Regions from separate parts of the Danio rerio genome. Here regions 2 and 3 are each linked to region 1. A link is a contact called in public Hi-C data. All regions are on one chromosome and are shown on one strand. The core of a region is the stretch at or near the end of the contact, and the rest is flanking DNA. Distances in the headings are between cores, read along the strand shown. Region 1 holds the start of nr2f2 (nuclear receptor subfamily 2, group F, member 2). Region 2 has its middle 210 kb from the start of nr2f2. Region 3 has its middle 140 kb from the start of nr2f2.

The links. A called contact is a pair of places that touch in the nucleus more often than the background predicts.
Region 2: a contact with region 1 is called in a Hi-C map of an unstated tissue, with 4 times the contacts expected there. The contact joins the enhancer-like site here to the promoter of nr2f2 in region 1. A contact is called at or near these places in 4 of 18 Hi-C or Micro-C datasets (embryo, fibroblasts and an unstated tissue) and 2 of 4 datasets of contacts at active chromatin or transcription factors (caudal fin and embryo).
Region 3: a Hi-C map of an unstated tissue shows a contact between it and region 1, with 2.6 times the contacts expected there. The contact joins the enhancer-like site here to the promoter of nr2f2 in region 1. A contact is called at or near these places in 1 of 18 Hi-C or Micro-C datasets (an unstated tissue) and 1 of 4 datasets of contacts at active chromatin or transcription factors (embryo).

The regions. Positions count from the first base shown.
Region 1 is chr18:25,297,161-25,300,758 of GRCz12tu, reverse strand. nr2f2 (nuclear receptor subfamily 2, group F, member 2) reads left to right here and starts at 1,668. Exons shown (of 3, transcript NM_131183.2): 1 at 1,668-2,890. The coding sequence starts at 2,425.
Region 2 is chr18:25,511,036-25,514,633 of GRCz12tu, reverse strand. No RefSeq gene overlaps it. Among named protein-coding and RNA genes, the nearest start is that of nr2f2, 210 kb to the right of the region's middle. Within about 2 kb of position 1,568, at least 24 of the 62 cell types and tissues checked have an H3K27ac peak or open chromatin away from gene starts, as enhancers often do.
Region 3 is chr18:25,441,896-25,445,493 of GRCz12tu, reverse strand. It overlaps a transcript of nr2f2 not described here. Among named protein-coding and RNA genes, the nearest start is that of nr2f2, 140 kb to the right of the region's middle. Within about 2 kb of position 1,668, at least 15 of the 62 cell types and tissues checked have an H3K27ac peak or open chromatin away from gene starts, as enhancers often do.

The DNA of each region.
Region 1 (3,598 bases), core at 419-2,918:
AACTCCGACAACCCATGGTGATACAGAAAGTAGACTTCAACAAGCGAGCTTTAAAAATGTGCTCTGACTTATAACCCGAGGAGCGAGAAGGGAGACACCTTATTTGACCACCCCGAGGCTCCCAGCTAACATCTATGTCAATTAACATAAGACTTCTGGGCTTCTTGTTTTTTCGCTGACCGTCATTTATCTTATGTTTAGGCGTTTTTCGAATGTATTGAGGGTTTCCTTATATCCATGTGATCCATGCAAGAATTTCGTGGAATAATTTATTAAATTATTTTGTAAGGTATATACGTGGTATTCCAAGGCCCTAAAAACATAGTAATCCTAAAATCTATAAGAAAACGTTGAATGCACCATTTATATATAAATAGCTAAGAACTGTTTGACCTTCGTTTTTAGGCTACCTCTAAATCTTTGCAATGCAATCAAAGTTGTCAACCAAAATATTTTTCAGGTGACTATTATTTTTATGGGCACACTCGTCATGTGTACGAAAGTTACATTAATATAAATTGATTCTGCTTTTGCAAACAATATATTAAATTGTGCTGATAACGGTATACGGCGTCAGTAGTAGCCTAATCAGTTATCCTTTTTTTGTGTACATGCACTAAAGACAGTCGATTTAAACATAAGACTAATGCATAAGTATTAGCCTACGAAAGTTTTATAGCTCATTTAGACTAATTTAATGAATACAGGCCCTATATAAATAAGTATGTGAATGCTCAAATTTATGATAAAATAAAGCAATTCTATATATATATATATATATATATATATATATATATATATATATATATATATATATATATATATATATATATATATATGCACCCTGTATTTAGTATTTTTAATATTATTCATTTAACAAGCTTTTCTCCTGTATTGCTTACAAAGTAGCATCTTGCGCGTCTTTGACATATATCTTGATTACAGTGTAAAGTGCTCGAACTTACATCAATAGTCTCTCGCGTATGTTGCTTGTTCCCTCGTGAACGCTCTCTGTTTTAAATGTATTTGTCGGTGCAATATTGACTTGATGAATGATATGCAGTTTCATGATTTATAACGAGGCGTTAATGCGGATTAATGGATTAATGGAACTGACCAAATCACACACGTTGCGGTCAGTCTATAGAGTGAATGGTGTGCAAGGCAAGTGGCAAGAACAAAAAATAAATAAATTTTGAATGGCAGTAATATCACTATCACGGACATATATTTCTTATCGTTTTGTGGTCAGATTAGAGGGACTGTAGCCTATAATTTAATATAGATTTACTTACATTTTTATAACATTTATTTTTAAAAATAAATGGATCTCTGGAGTGTGGAAACGGTGATAAAATATACGTCAAACGTGTATTTTATTTGAAACAAATAAAAAATATGACTGCATGTATTGCGATCATTTTTCCACGGAACTGTGTGCTTCTCTCTTTAGGACCAAGCGGCTCCTCGACCCTTATTCCTGGCTTTGGCAAAGAACCAAGTAGCACAAGTGCCGACTAGCCAATAGGGTTCAGGGGGAGGTCCGTGAGCTCTGACCAGTCAAACACAGTCACTTTCCATATATGGCAACTCATCTCCATGGTAACGTGTGCTAAGTTGCAGCAGTCGTGTCAAAGTTCACTATATAGAGAGCTCAGTGAGCTGATCAGAGAGAAAGCATTCTGCCAGCCCAGCGCCTACAAATCGCAGTCACTTCCTAACCTCCCCCTTTTTAACATATTTGATCACTTTGATTCTCTGTTCTCTCTCTTATTATTTTTACGCGCATGAAGGAGGTTCTATAGGTTGTGATCTTTTTGTTTTATTATCGGTCCTGCTTGCCGGAGAGTTGACTTCATATTTGACTCGAGCACAGGCTGCAACTGCGCGCGGCTGCTAGCGCTACCTCATTTGAAGAAAAGGAAGAAGCGGCAATATTTTTTGCCAGTTGTTGGTTTTCTACAAGACTTTACGCTGGAACTTCTCTTGTGTCGCAAGTATCTTTGAAAGCTGCGTGTCTCTGTGCGTCCGAACATCGCTCCACGCGTGAACTTGTTCGTCCTGCTCTGTTCGTATCTTCTTCCGCAGTGTTTATTTTCCATTTTTTTCCTTGATGGGTTTACTGGATGGATGACTGCAAGTGCCCCTGGACTTGGCCTCTAAGAGCAAGGCTGCTATTCGGCTTGCTTCAATTTTAACCACATGCCAGGTAACGCTATTTCAGTCAAGAAATAGACTACTGTTTCTCGTCGGTGCGCAACTTTGAACGGACATTCAGACTCTAACCGACCGTGCCGATCCTGAATTATTTATTTTACCCTCCTAAGTGATAGAGGCACCGTGCTGCGATATTATTTTTTTAAACAAAGCATTCCGAAACCAAAAACGGGGAACAAAAAGTTTTTTTAACGTTGACTGATAGATATGGCAATGGTAGTGTGGAGAGGCTCCCAGGACGATGTGGCCGAGACCCATGGCACCCTCTCATCGCAAACCCAAGGAGGACTATCCCTTCCGACCCCTCAACCAGGCCAGCTGGGTCTGACGGCCTCTCAGGTTGCCCCTCCGACCCCTCAGACACCCGTTCAAGGACCCCCGAACAACAATAACAACACACAGTCAACCCCGACGAACCAGACGACGCAGAGCCAGTCGGAAAAGCAGCAGCCACAGCATATAGAGTGCGTGGTTTGCGGGGACAAATCCAGCGGTAAACACTATGGCCAGTTCACTTGCGAGGGGTGCAAAAGCTTTTTCAAACGGAGCGTACGAAGGAACCTCACTTACACATGCCGTGCCAACAGGAATTGTCCCATTGACCAGCACCATCGCAATCAGTGTCAGTACTGCCGCCTCAAAAAATGCCTCAAAGTTGGCATGAGACGGGAAGGTATTCGGATTTTTGTTGTTTTACTGCTGTCTTTGTCTTTGTCTTCTGTATTTAGCCTGACTTAATCGCGCATGCTTCTTCCTGTATTTTATCCCCGACTCCTCTCTCTCAATCTGCCCGTCCACAGCATGCGAAGGAACCGCCTATAGCGCTCGAGACTGAGCGTTATCACGGCGCCCTTAATGCTCGAATAAAGAACACCCTCTCCTTAGCGACTATTTCGCATTGCACATGTTCGCAGCTTTAAACTAACCATTGCTTTTATTAGGCGACGAAAACATGGGTATTTGTCTTTATTTTTATAATCACTGCAGATATGCCGTGCGGTTATGGCGAGGGAGTATGGAGAAGCAGCGTCAAAATCACATATACACACACGCGCGCTCACATACACACACACTAAGCTAGGGACTCCAGATCGACCACAATCTACATCTCTCGCTTTTGCTCGAAAACTAGAGAATATTCACTGTTGGGCTTTTTTATTGATTTATTTCAATAAACGTTCCGCCAGACACCCAGTTCGCTCGCAAATTCTCAACAGACAGCTGAACTGACTCTGTCGCTAGCTAAATAGGTTAAGGGTTAGCATTCATGTCTTTCTTTGTGTATGTATTTACTAGACTCATGTTGTCTCAAAAACACAAAGCAGGCTAAAATGTGAAACATTTGCCAATATGTATTTTATTTATTTATTTGCTTTATTAA
Region 2 (3,598 bases), core at 319-2,818, 210 kb before region 1:
ATATATATATATATATATATATATATATATATATATATATATATATTTTTTTTTTTTTTTTCATACAAATTATTATTTCAAGCTACTAAAGTGTTACTAAATGTCAGAGATCATAATGCAGTTTATATGTGTAAGTAAACAGAAAAATACTCGTGAATCACAAAATACATAAACTTAATTACAGCTTTTTTGTGCAGGTTTATTGAATTTTGTCTATAAAATTAACTGACTGGAAAATAATTCAAAGAATTTTCATTTTTTGTTGAACTATCCCTTTTATGAAATATTTGGAAATCAGATACACTCAGCAATGGTGGCTTTTGGTGGTGCTTACCATGGGAAACGTGTTGCTAGCTTCCAACACGGTAGGCAGTGAGGAGTGAGAGCGAATTACTAATGTAAACCCGTGGAAGCCAAGTGCTAAGCCTGTGCTATGTTTTGACACGCTTACCAAACAATAGCAGAATCTTCATCAATCTGGAGATTGAGGCTGCAGCTAAAGCCTCCACATGTGGCTGCATGGTATTGTGTTTAATCCAGAGAGTTTGAGAGGGAGAAAAAGAGAGAGAAAAAGGGGGCCCTGTAAATTCTGCAGGGCCAGGGGTCTCAATCTGTGCACGGCAGGAAGCTTCACTGGGTGGTTTGTTTAGCTGGATGTGATTTCGAGTGGCAGGAGGGGGTGTCGCCCAGTCATAAGGAGCACAATAGGGCATACTTTCTCAACACAGTTAATAGGCAATAATGACGTGGATGGCATCCAAGCACCTCCGTGGCCCACGTCTTCAGATTAAGATACCCTTAGGCCCCCCGCACACCCTTTCGTTTATTACCTCACTTCATTTATCACACCGGCTTCTTTCTAGAGAATTTACACGTGCGTGGTGGGATTTTATGTGAATGCGCTGTTTTTGTTAATGCACATTGTTTGACCTTTGTTGGGAAAATTACTTGCATTGAGGAAGGTAACTCAAGGCATTTCACACTGACTCACACACACTCTGCGGTATTTAGTCAGATCACCAGCCTTATTTTACAGACTGGCCATTAAGCTACACTATGATTAACAGGTAATTGAGGTCATGAAAGTAATTTTACAAAGGGAAACAGTTCCAACTGCTTCCAACATATAATCTCACCAATGTTTGGCCAAACATTCGGTTAACATATTGTACAAACATTGGAAGAAAAAGAAAAAAAAAGAGGAGGGAAAAAGGCAGCTCAGGAGTATCACGTTGCAGGAAATAAGCACTCGCCCTCTCTAAGTAACCGATTCCAGGAAAGGTTGGTAGAGAATGGAGGAAAGGAAAAAAAGATAGGGAGCCAGGGCCTGGGATTTTCGAAACACTGAACAAGATAGATTCTCTCCAAATCCTAATTGGAGAACAGTTGATTTAATTGGTATCCATTTGGCTGACAAAAGAAAGCAAGGGGTAGTGGGCAGGCAGGGAAGGCCCCTTGGGGGATGTGAACATGGAGTGGCTCTGCCGAACGCTCGGGGACGGATCACTTCCAAAGACAAACCGTGGGAGCTGGCAGGACAGATTGCAGCGGGATGGGGAATGGAGGGGGAGGGAGCGGCGGTGAGGGAATGTAGAGAAAGCCTTTCAGAGCAGAGCCATCTTTATTTTAGAAGAGCTGTTTGTGAGACTCTAAAACCACTCCGCCGCGCTCGGGGAAAGAGCTTGTAATAGGACTCTGACCCAAGGAGGACAGAGGGGTTACGGTTCAACAGTCCCTGCAACCTGAGGCCTCTTACCGCCCAGACGACTAAATTAAAGTGATCACAACAAACTAGCCAATGCGCTCCGGATTAACTTGTCCACTTGGCCTTTCACGTTCACTCTCCACTTTCTGATTAAAACGGTGACAAAAACATGAAAGTCCCAATTATTAAACAGGATTGACTTCTTCACACTGAGACAATTGATCTTTGAGGGTCAGTTCACCTCAAAATTTACATTGTCATTATTTACACTACAGTTGTTCCAAACCGGTTGTGCTCAGTGTGTGTTTTATCTATACAGTGTTTGTTTGGACCGTGATATAGATCAAAGCAATCTTTTTTGAAATATTATATTGCACAGATATTATTATTATTATTATTATTATTATTATTATTATTATTATTATTATTGTTGTTGTTGTTGTTGTTGTTGTTGTTGTTATGAGTATTATATTAGCATTATTATGATTATGGTTACTATTGTTGTTGTTATTATTATTATTATTGTTGTTGTTGTTGTTGTTTTTATTAATATTATTATTAATTATTATTATCAATTCTATTTTATTAATTATTATTATTATTATTAGTAGTAGTAGTAGTAGTATCTGTAGTAATTGTATATTATTATTATTTTTATTATTATTATTGTTGTTGTTGTTGTTGTTTTTATTAATATTATTATTAATTATTATTATCTATTATATTTTAGTAGTAGTAGTAGTATCTGTTGTAATTGTATATTATTATTATGTTGTTGTTGTTGTTGTTGTTCTTCTTCTTCTTTTTCTTCTTCTTCTTCTTCTTCTTCTTCTTCTTCTTCTTATTATTATTATTATTATATTAACTAGTTTGCCGGTTCCTTCTGTCTAACACAAACAAAGATATTTTAATACATTTCTTGGTATTTGCCTGTCCATACAGTGTTGCTTTGAAACCAATGGACCTCATTATAACATATAAAAACAATTTAAATTCATACAAGTTTGGGACTACATATTTTGTGAAATATCAGTTACATTAAAAAATAAAAATGCTGAGATTATCATTGACCCTATAATGATATTTATTTATTTATTTATTTATTTATTTATTTTTATTTTTATTTTTTTTTTTTAATTTATTTATTTATTCATTTATTCATTTATTTATTTTACAAAATCTTCTGCTTACCAATTTTGCTTAACAATGCTTTGATGTATTCCATCAAAAACACAGTATAACAGTAATATTTTATTCATTTAATATAACTGGTTTCTATGTGTACATTTTGTACAGTGTATTTTTGGTCTGTGATTCAAAGCTGAGTTTTCATGTAGGAAGATTGGATAAAATAGATACAAATAAACAAGATTTATGCTGCATTGTTCTTTTTTTTCGATGCTACTGTAACTAATGCACATGACAAATAATGATGAATTCATCGTACTGTACAGTAATAACGATCATTTGAAGTAAATCCTATTTGAACAAAGACAAAAGCTCTTATCTGGTCAACAGAGGTAGATGTACATGCTCTCTTTATGAAAAAAAAATCCTAAATTTAGAAAGCTGTAAGCATGTTTCATGGGCTGTGCATCTGTGTGCGTGTGGGATAAAGCGAGTGCATCTGTGGGCTGCCGAGGCCCGGATGTGCAGACAAGGGGAGACCCAGGTGCTGCACTGTTTTTATGGCCTCTGTGGAGAGAGAGGGTGGGGGACGAGGGAGAGAGGAAAACAGAAAGAGAAATAGAGAGAGAGAGACAGAGAGGAAGGGAGAGCAGGAGCTGATGACCTGGGGCCAGGCAACATAGACCTTCACTTCTGCCACTAGGGGACCCAGTCACTTCTTATCTCTTCCTCCACTTTCACTGCTCTGCCATCCACTGCTGCTAC
Region 3 (3,598 bases), core at 419-2,918, 140 kb before region 1:
CATGTGAAATGAGTTTAAAATATACTATTATTTTAATTTTGGTCCTGTATTTAACAATAAGACATTATTCGTCATTCTGAATATTTCACTTTTGTTTAACAGTTTTTGTTTGGGCCACAGAAAAATGAAGGCTTTTGACGCACCTCAAATGTTATTTGTTTTTTCGATTAGTTTGTAGATAACTGACCAACAAAAATACATTAATTAAGATTAACAAAATTCATTAAAAGAAGAGATTTTTTCAACCAAATTTTAAGTAAAAAATATTGTTTTCTTAGTGTTTCCTGTTGCTATTTTCAGTTTTTCTCTTGTATTGTTTTTTTTTTTTTTAGTCTTTTTTGGTAAGAATCCAGGTAATTTCAAATGTCACTTAAGTGAGTTGTTCTTAGTAAGAGATTGCGGTGCGGTATTCATAGCTAAATCATATTCACAGGAACAAAAAAGAACTGATCCAGATTAGGAAGTGTCAGTAAACCTGCAGTACTATAAAAGACACACATTCTACAGTTTGCAGCCTTAATGCAGACTGTTAAAATAAAAATTAAAATAAAGTGTTTACTGACTATTTGCTGGCACAAATACACAATTAGTCACAATTAGTGACTTTTCCACATGCAACATTAACCATTGTAGAACCATTAATAACCGATACTATCGTTTACAAACAGAGGCACTGCCAATATTTTGAAGTCATAGTATCGTGGTGCTACCGAAGTACCGATAAACTGATCAACCCTACTATGCACAGCTAAAGTTTTAAAGCCAACGATAAACTTTTGGTGAAAGCGTAATGTGACTATTTTCAATTTCACAAGGTTGTTTGTACAGCATTAATGCTATAATGTAATTACAATACATTAAGTTAAATAGACTTAAGCATTCATTTAGTAGTTCAAGCAGAAAACGAGATAAAAGATCATGGAACTGCTAGCGCCGTTAAGATCAGCAGGCTAGCACAGAAATTCCATTGAAAATACTGTTGTAAAATAATCTGTCATATTTTAAAGACATGGAGGGGGAAAAGGAATTTAATGCAGTGCTTCTTGTCCAATCTGAGACTCCTATATAAAACAGGCAGTGAAGATCACTGATTTTTAAAGAAATCGGATCTTAAATGTGACAATTTTGTAATGGAAAGACAGTTCACTGGAAGCCCTTGGGCTGCCTGGCTGAAAATTAAAAGTCTGTGTGCATATAGCCTATTTTATTTATCTTTAATTTTGAATAGTTTTATTTATTGTCTTTACAAATATTTAGCTTTAAAATGATCCTCCTAATGCACATGCAGTTTTAAAATTTGTCTATATTTGCAGTTTACCATCCATTGTTTTAGTTGTAAAATAAAATAAAAGTCCAAATATATCAGTGTTTACATGAATAGAAAATCCCCTCCTTTTTTTGAAAGAACAAAAACAAACGAGAATCTAAGTAGTCAGTCTCTCCTACTGTAAACCAATTGGGAAGCATTTAAAGCTCTATCCATTAGGTTTCAAATGAACATCCAGAGAGTCAGTCTATCCGTGCTCTTATTGACTGAAGATAATAAATAGTCTTTAAATTGTCCCTGAAATTGTGTCCAACGGTGATTACAACCGGAGCCATGCTGTGCCTGTGTACAATAAAGAGAGCGAGCAGGCGAGCGAGAGAGAGAGAAGGAGAAGGAGTAAGAGATGTGGAGTAAGACTGGATAAAAGTGAAAGGATACAGAGGGAAAAGGGGGAGGAGGTGGAGAAATGTGTGTGTGCACTTTCCTTTAATCATTGGGCTGCATGTTAAGAGCGGGACGGGACGGGATTGGGGGGGGGTGGCTGTGTATCTCAGTGTCTGTGGAAGGCCATGCGTATGGAGTGCTCTTTCACACATCTCAGTCAGGATTTCACGAGCTGTCAGTCCTCTTTTCAGATCCAGTGGGGTCTCTCCCTTTGACTCCTCTCTGTCCAATAGAGCTGGAGACAAGTCTCCTTTCACAATGTCTCTATTTTGTTCTTGCGGGATTCTTCAGAGAAATATTTTGCAAGGTACAAGGAAAGCGGCCTGCAACTGATGATTACCACCAATGGTTATCACTCAATTAAAGTGCAGATTTCGGAGATCATTTGCGGCAGTGATTATAGCTTTCCTTGGAAGGCTTTTAATTAAAAATCCTACACAGCTAAAAAATGATTTTTACTCTGTGTTTATATCTTCTGCTTTTTTTCTTCTTGCAAATTACAAATATCTAAACATTCTTCATATTATCCATATTTTGCTGTTTGTTCATTCTTTATTATATGTAATACTAATAATAATAATAATTTTTTCAAATAAAAGACATTTTTAAAAAGTTTTGCAAAAATTTTTCTCAACTAGACATTGGATGATAACCAGTTTTTAAGGTTTTCCGCTGTTTGAAAAAGTCAAGGTTTTAAAACCTTTAATATTGCTGCTATGGTCTTTTTTATCATGTACCAATATATACAGTTCCAAATAATTTTACAATTATTTTATTTAGTTTTTTAGGGCAACAGTAAAACAAACCACCACATCAAAAGCTACTGGTCAGCCGACAATTCAGGAAACATTTGAAAGACTAATCATAGAATAGAATAGAATGCCTTTTATTGTCACTGTACACATATACTATTTACATTATGCACATCGCTAGGACCAGACAGAACCGTGGACATTTTTTGCTTTTTTTGTGTAGAATTTTGTAAAAAATCTGCGGATTGGGAGTATCATAACTAAAAACTAAAAACTTGGTATGTACTAAAAACTTAATATATATATATATATATATATATATATATATATATATATATATATATATATATATATATATATATATATATATATATATACATATACATACACATACATACATTCGTCAGTCAGTCAATGTCAGTCAATGATTTATTTAAATTATTTAACCTGACTGTTTGCTGTTCCAAAATGTTATAAATGTTTCTTAAAATAAAATACATTGTGTTTAGTCAAAAAAGTTGTTTTGTGAGACATTTAAAAATAACATATTTTATAGCAGTAATCACAATACCATGATATCGTGATAGTTTAATCCAAGGTTATCATACCGTCAGAATCTTTTACCAGCCCATGCCTATTCTCAATGTAACTGAGGCTAGCTAGCCAAGTGCTATGCAGGTAAACCTCACTTCTCTGACCTGTAAAGGTGATCAAGTGGCATACGCTTGAGGCCATGGTCTTAAGTCTTCTTATTAGAGCAACCAACTTCCATGCAAAGATTTGACCGTTCGATCCCAGCTCAGACGGGGTTGGGTGCAGCAGAACTGTTGGGTTACACATGGGGGCTTATCCGGGATGGGATTGATGTTTAGGGGTTGAGTGTGCAGGCCAGCTCGTGAAGTGCTGTGCATTTAAACCTCACTCCTCTGAGCTCTAAAGGTGATCTAGCTACAGACGTAAAGGGTCATGGTCTTTAGCCTCCTTGTTAGAGCAACCGACTCCCATATAAAGAATCATCAGTTTGATTCCAGCTCAGATCAGGTTGAGTACAGTAGGACTGGTGGGTTACACGTCGAGGCTTGTCCGTGATGGGAGTGAGTTTTAGGAGGGTGAGTGTAAAAGAGGCCAGCTAGCG